2 separate regions of the Callithrix jacchus genome follow, and region 2 is linked to region 1. The links are chromatin contacts, called in public Hi-C maps. All regions are on one chromosome and are shown on one strand. The core of a region is the stretch at or near the end of the contact, and the rest is flanking DNA. Distances in the headings are between cores, read along the strand shown.

Region 1 (3,111 bases), core at 304-2,803:
CGGGTATTACAGGTTGGGAGACTTTTTTTTTTAAACAAAAACTTAACTGTTCTTGTTTCTACTAAGAACAAGATAGGCTGGGCGTGGGCTTACGCCTGCAATCTCGGCACTTTGGGAGTCCAAGACAGGAGGATTACTGGAGCCCAGAAGTTTCAGACCAGTCTGGTCAACAAAGTGAGACTCCATCTCTACAAAAAAAATAATAAAACATATCACACAGGCATGCTGTATGCCTGTCATCTCAGCTACTTGGGAGGCTGAGGTAGGAGGATCACCTGAGCCTGGGAAGTCAAGGTTTCAGAGAGCCATGATTGCACTACTGCACTCCAGCCTGGGTGACACAGTAAGACCCTATCTTGGAAAAAAAAAAAAAAAAAAAGACAAAGCTTAAGTCACCTGACAACGATTCACTATCAAGAAAATCTTATTGCTTAGCTTTTAAAAATAAATTTCAATATATCTCTCTGATAATGAGCAGTGCTTATGTTAGAAACACCTTTTTTTAAATGTGGAAAACTATTATGCTATGATTTAATGAACTTAATAAACTCTTGGTGTAAAACTGCCTACCAAGATGACGTCTACAGAGCAGCAGAAAATTAACTGTGGGCAGCAACAGCTTAATGCAGCAACAGATTATACCCTTTGCTTTTAAACACGGGATTATTTGCCCTTAAAGTTTGTAGTCACTGGGTCTGGTTCTTTAACGAGTGTCTTTGATATCTTTTCTAGCTCAGTGCAGAAACAGCCAGAAGGCGGAGGAAACCCCTAGAGCTAACTAAAGGCAGCTCAGAAATGCTTCTTGGTTGTGGACTCTCCGAGGCTGGTTTCCAGCCAGCGGTCAGCAGCCTTTCTGAAGTGGTGACAGGCTGAGCCTTTATTTGCTCTGAATTCAGCTCTGGCCAGTTTTGTGGAGATCAGAGCCTCTAAGTGAGGCGGGGTGACTGCTGTATGACCCTCGTTTCTTGCTGGGTGGGGACACTGAGGAGATGACGATAAGGAAGGGAACTACTCTTCCCCACCCCGTCCTCCTCCGTGTGCCCAGCCCTGAGCTGGGACTGCTCCAAGAGCTGCTCCAAGGCCCTGGCCAGCTGCGGCACCATGAGTAAATACAGCCCAAGGCAGAGCCAGGCCAGCATAGGCAGGGCTGTTTTCTCTCCTGCATGAGGTCATCTGCTGCGGTGGGTTGGATTCCAAGTCGCATTCATCTCCACTACTGTGATGGGTAAATGCACAAACACAGCCACAGGCATCAGAAGAAGGACGCTGTGCCCCCTGCAGCCTGGCTGTCCTGCTTCCAGTTCTGATAAAATGAGCCCTTTGCTGTCCTGTGGGGTGATGCCCAACCCCAGGTAGATTCGGCATGACCCAGGTTTCCATGAAGGAGACAGATTGAGCCCATGGTTATGAGAACACATGGGATCCAGGCTGCCTGGGTTGTAGCTCCGCAACTCCAATTATTAGCTGTGTGACTCTGAGCAAGTTACCTAACCTCTCTGTGACTTGGTTTTCCATCCTCAAGGGGGATTCACAAACATAGGGTTGTGAGGACTATATGAGTTCACACATGTAAAAAGGCCTCAAACGGTGCCTGTCACAGTGTGTTACATACAAACATTGTTATTTGCTATACATGTTCTCAAGTATGGTTTATGGATCTAGAAAAAACTCATCGCTGATCAATCCAGAAGAAGATTTTTCTTTTAAAAAATGTATTGACATGTTTAACATTCTAATACTAGCTGTGATGTTGTGGGCCAGTTGCTTAATCTGCGCAAACCTCAGTTTCCTTATTTATATAATGGGAAATTAGTTAACACTGCACCTGTGTAACAGGGTTAGCATGTGAATCAAATGACACAAAGCACAGAGTGCCTGGCAATAACTGACTATATATTTGTTTCTTCTTTCCCGACTTTCTAATAAACTAGGGTCTTTAAACCTAGGATATCTTCTCGTTGATACCTGAATGATTTAAAAAACTGACAATTTAGCATGTCAGGAATCTAAACCAGGGTGTCCAATCCCACGTGGCCAATTCCAGTGCGGCGTCCCTGGGTGGCACCATAAAATCACTGACCACTAACAATAGCTGATGCGCTAAAAAAAAAAAAAGAAAAAAGAAAAATCACAAAAAAATCTCATTACATTTTAAGAAAGTTTACGGATTTGTATTGGACCACATTCAAAACCATCCTGGGGCACATGCAGTCAGTGAGCCGTGGGTTGGACAAGCTTGATCTAAATGATGTTTAAAATTTCCTTTGTTTTTAGGTTTTATCTGCTAGTCAGAAACATGTCACATGAATTCTCTACATACTGCCCTCAAATTTGGAAGACACTTTTGTTACTGCACACAAACCTACGATACATGAGCGCAGAGTGAGTATTTCATTTCACTGCACAGGACACACAGGGAACGCAGGGTACACAAGACAGGATGCGTCAAAGGTGACACGGCCCGAGGCTCTGACCTCCCTGCTTGGTGGCTCTAGTTCCTCACTCTGTTTTGCAAAGCTCCATTGTGAATTAGCCTGGCTAGAAAAACCTCTGCGATTACCAGCAAAAGCTAACCCTAACAGGAAACCTCACTGAAAAGACTTTTTTTTTAAACTGAAACATAAATGAGAGTAACATGTTCCTATCTTATAATAAAAATTGGACTAGTTAAGTTCCTGGAGTAATAAAGAATCTGAAATTTATGATATTTATTCAATGTATGGAATAAATGTAATGATTTTACGTATCTGGCCAAAGATAGAAATTTGTTGACTTTTGTCTTACCTTAATTTTCCATGGGTTAGTTCTTCTCAGTGAAGACATTATAATAGTGGGTAATTTAGTGAATGCTATTTTGCTGACCTAAAGCAAAAATCCACAAGCTGAAATCTTAGTAGCCAGAAAATATAACCAAAATACTAGGGAACAGTGAACTCTTTCCTAGGGAGCAGTGAACTCACTGGGAACATTTAACTTGCTATGAGCTGTAAAAAGAAAATTTATTATAAACATATGTATATATATAATACATTTATTACAGACATGTCTCCTTCATTTTGAAAAGTTTTTGGCTTCTTTTAAAGCACAGAATCACAGTCCTCAGCAAGTCTA
Region 2 (2,962 bases), core at 287-2,786, 480 kb after region 1:
ACCATGTTGGGCAGGCTGGTCTTGAACTCCTGACCTCAAGTGATCTGTTTGCCTCGGCCTCCCAAAGTGCTGAGTTTACAGGTGTGAGCCACCCTGTCCAGCCAATGTCTGGCTAATTTTTAAACATTTTTGTGGAGATAGGTGTCTTCCTGTGTTGCCCAGCCTGTTCTTGAACTCCTGGCCCCGAGTGATCTCCACTCCTCGACCTCTCAAAGCACTGGGATTACAGGTGTGAGTCACCATGCCTGGTTAAAAAGAAAATAATTGTATTATAGTTTGGCTCATAGTACTGTGTCCACATCATATATTTTGCCAAGAAGTTGAAATAATCTAGAGATCAAGGCAGATTACTGGCCTTGAGTTGTAACCATGGTGGCTGGCCTCCTTTCTGACAGAAGCGATTGTGGTGGGGGTGGAACATTCTCAGGACCCGCTCCTTGCCCTTTGCAACTTTTAATAATAATTCTCCTAGTCAGGGCAAATCAGAAACTGGCCGAGATGAGGGGACTCTCCCAACACAGGGAACAAGCAGTTTCTCTCTGCTGGAGTGTGTAAGACACGCTCCACGTAACACGGAGCGGCTCTTAAATCACTTAGATTTTCCTCTTTATGATGCCATTGCAAATTAGCTATTTTTTGCATTTGTAATTAGAGGGTAGAACAGATGGAGAGGCCGTAGTTGGGGAGATAAATTTGTAGCAGTAACCAGGGCTGCAGCGGCCTGCGGCTGCTCCCTACCCCCACTGTGAGTCATCCAAGAGCCTCCCAGGAAGCCAAGGCTGCAGGACCCCCTCCCACCCAACTTCTTTCTCATTTGGGGAGACTCTTCCTTCCCAACTACTGTGGGAAAATATCAAAAGTAGAACCTGCAATTCTCGAAAATCCCATCAGCTCCTGTCTTTATTTGGCACGAATCACACGATCTCTGTCCATCAGAAATAAACACTGGGCATTGGTTTAAGAGTCACCAACATGAAGCATTTTCCTACAAGACCCAATCATAAGAAGCACTTTGGAGAGCACTAAGGCTTGTGGCTAATCCATCAACACCTCCTTTTGCCTGGAAAACAAACTCCGAGGAAATAATTGGCAAGTGTGTCCAAGCACGGTGTCTGCGCATGGTAGGTGTTTAATAAATACTCGTGAGAAGATGCTTGGCTGGGAGGATAAAACACATAGAAGTCTAAAGGTCGTTTTTTTGGATGAAGCTCTTTCTGGAGAATCTAATCAGTCCAGGGGTCCTGCCATCCCCAGCCGAGCCCTGGGGGGTGGTGAGACAGGTGAGCTGTCCCTGGAAGGCTCTGCTGTCCCTACCCCGATCCGGGATGGATGATGGGGACCCTGTTTCTTTCCCAGAGTATCTCATCTGCTTTAGAGCATGCCCAGCTGCAACCAAGAAATTGGAAGGCTTCAGCACATGAAAAGTGAACCTTCTAAGAGCCCTGGCTTCTTTTTCAAGCCCGCAGGAAGAGGTTTACGTTTGGGATATTGGATAGCAGTTTGAGCCCGGTTAACACAGCTCTCCCACCACAAATCACCCCGTTGCATTCTCAGATGACACTGGCCATATAAGCGCTGCTGGGTTTGCAAGACACGCCTTTTGCTGAAATGTAAAACGCGGCCAGGGGAACTGGATATAAGGCATTGGCATGAGGATCCGGAACTGATCTGAGACCTGCTTGGAATCCTGCTTCTGTTCTTGCTTGGAATCTGTTCTGCCTGTGTGAAAACATAATTTTGATTATATGCCATATGGATAATACCACACGGCCCCTGATTACCATTCCTGTCCAGCTTCAACCAGTCTGCAAAAAAGTTGCTGACAGCCAACAGCTGAAGGAAGATCTTTCCACCCAATGCAGAGAGCAGGTGTTTGTATGGTGAGGTCTTGGGGTGGGACACATTATGCTCTCTGTAAACTAAAACCTTACATTTGTCACCACGTAGAGAAAACAACATGAAAAGAAGTAAGTTTCTAAGAAAGAACAAACCATTCTCTGGAATTGGTTGTAACTTTTTTTTTTGAGATGGAATCTCGCTCTGTTACCCAGGCTGGAGTGCAGTGGCACAATCTTGACCCACTGTAACCTCTGCCTCCTGGGTTCAAGTGATTCTCCTACTTCAGCCTCCTAAGTAGCTGGGATTACAGGTGTGCACCACCATGTCCAGCTAATTTTTTTTTTTTTTTTTTTTTTTAGTAGACATGGGGTTTCACCATGTTGCCCAGGTCTTGAACTCCTGACCTCAGGTGATCTGCCTGCCTCAGCCTCAAAAAGTGCTGGGATTACAGGTGTGAGCCACTGTGCCCCGCATGGTTGAAATTTCTTAAGAGTACTCACCACCAGACCCAGCATAACAAAGAAAATTTTTAGGCTTGCGGCTTGTCAGTTGCTTTTTCTTTCTGGATAACCCAGTATCTTTCAGATAAATAACTGATGTGGCAGACATCTTTCTTCCCTGCATGGCCTCCCATCCAATTTCTTCCCAAGGTGGCATCTGATGACGAGGGGTCTGCAGACTACCAGGCCCCATGAAGAAACCAGTGAGAGACTGCTGGCATCTGGCCTTTCTTCAAGGAGGAAGGGAATATGATGTTGGTATCATAGTCCAAGCCATTTGCCTTTGTCCATAAATACTGTGTGCTCTCTGGCTTCTCTGTTCTAACCCCAGGCTTCTGTCAATTTGTTGACCCCCTCTCTAGGGACACAGTAAATTCTAGATCCCCTACAAACTCTACCAAGTCTGTGAGAGCCAGGAGCAGTAACTGCCACAGGCCACTGGCCCAGACACTTCTCCCTGCCAAAGCTCCACGACAGCTCTCTGGCATGTGGAACTTGGCATGGAGTGAAATGCAGGCATCACGTGGTGTCCTGGGAGGCTCAGAGCTGGTCTGCGGCAGGGAGACACAGAACGAGAAATGATTGGCCAGGAGATACCACCAGGCAGCTGATGACCCTGGGTG

Evidence for each region. Hi-C and Micro-C count contacts between places; a contact is called where the count stands out from the background.
Region 2: a contact with region 1 is called in a Hi-C map of skeletal muscle, with 7 times the contacts expected there. The contact joins the enhancer-like site here to the promoter of LOC118155273 in region 1. A contact is called at or near these places in 2 of 3 Hi-C or Micro-C datasets (both in skeletal muscle).

Annotation. Positions count from the first base shown.
Region 1 is chr7:23,062,814-23,065,924 of calJac240_pri, forward strand. It overlaps LOC118155273, which reads right to left and starts at 1,554. Exons shown (of 2, transcript XM_078329602.1): 1 at 990-1,554; 2 at 653-987. The coding sequence starts at 1,418. The coding sequence ends at 790. The region is part of intron 6 of PIP4K2A (phosphatidylinositol-5-phosphate 4-kinase type 2 alpha); the gene reads right to left.
Region 2 is chr7:23,546,010-23,548,971 of calJac240_pri, forward strand. It overlaps LOC103794127 (a long non-coding RNA gene), which reads right to left. Exons shown (of 6, transcript XR_621392.5): 6 at 1-245. Among named protein-coding and RNA genes, the nearest start is that of MSRB2, 37 kb to the right of the region's middle. Within about 2 kb of position 1,537, at least 2 of the 16 cell types and tissues checked have an H3K27ac peak or open chromatin away from gene starts, as enhancers often do. A contact at or near this core is called in skeletal muscle, where this site is marked.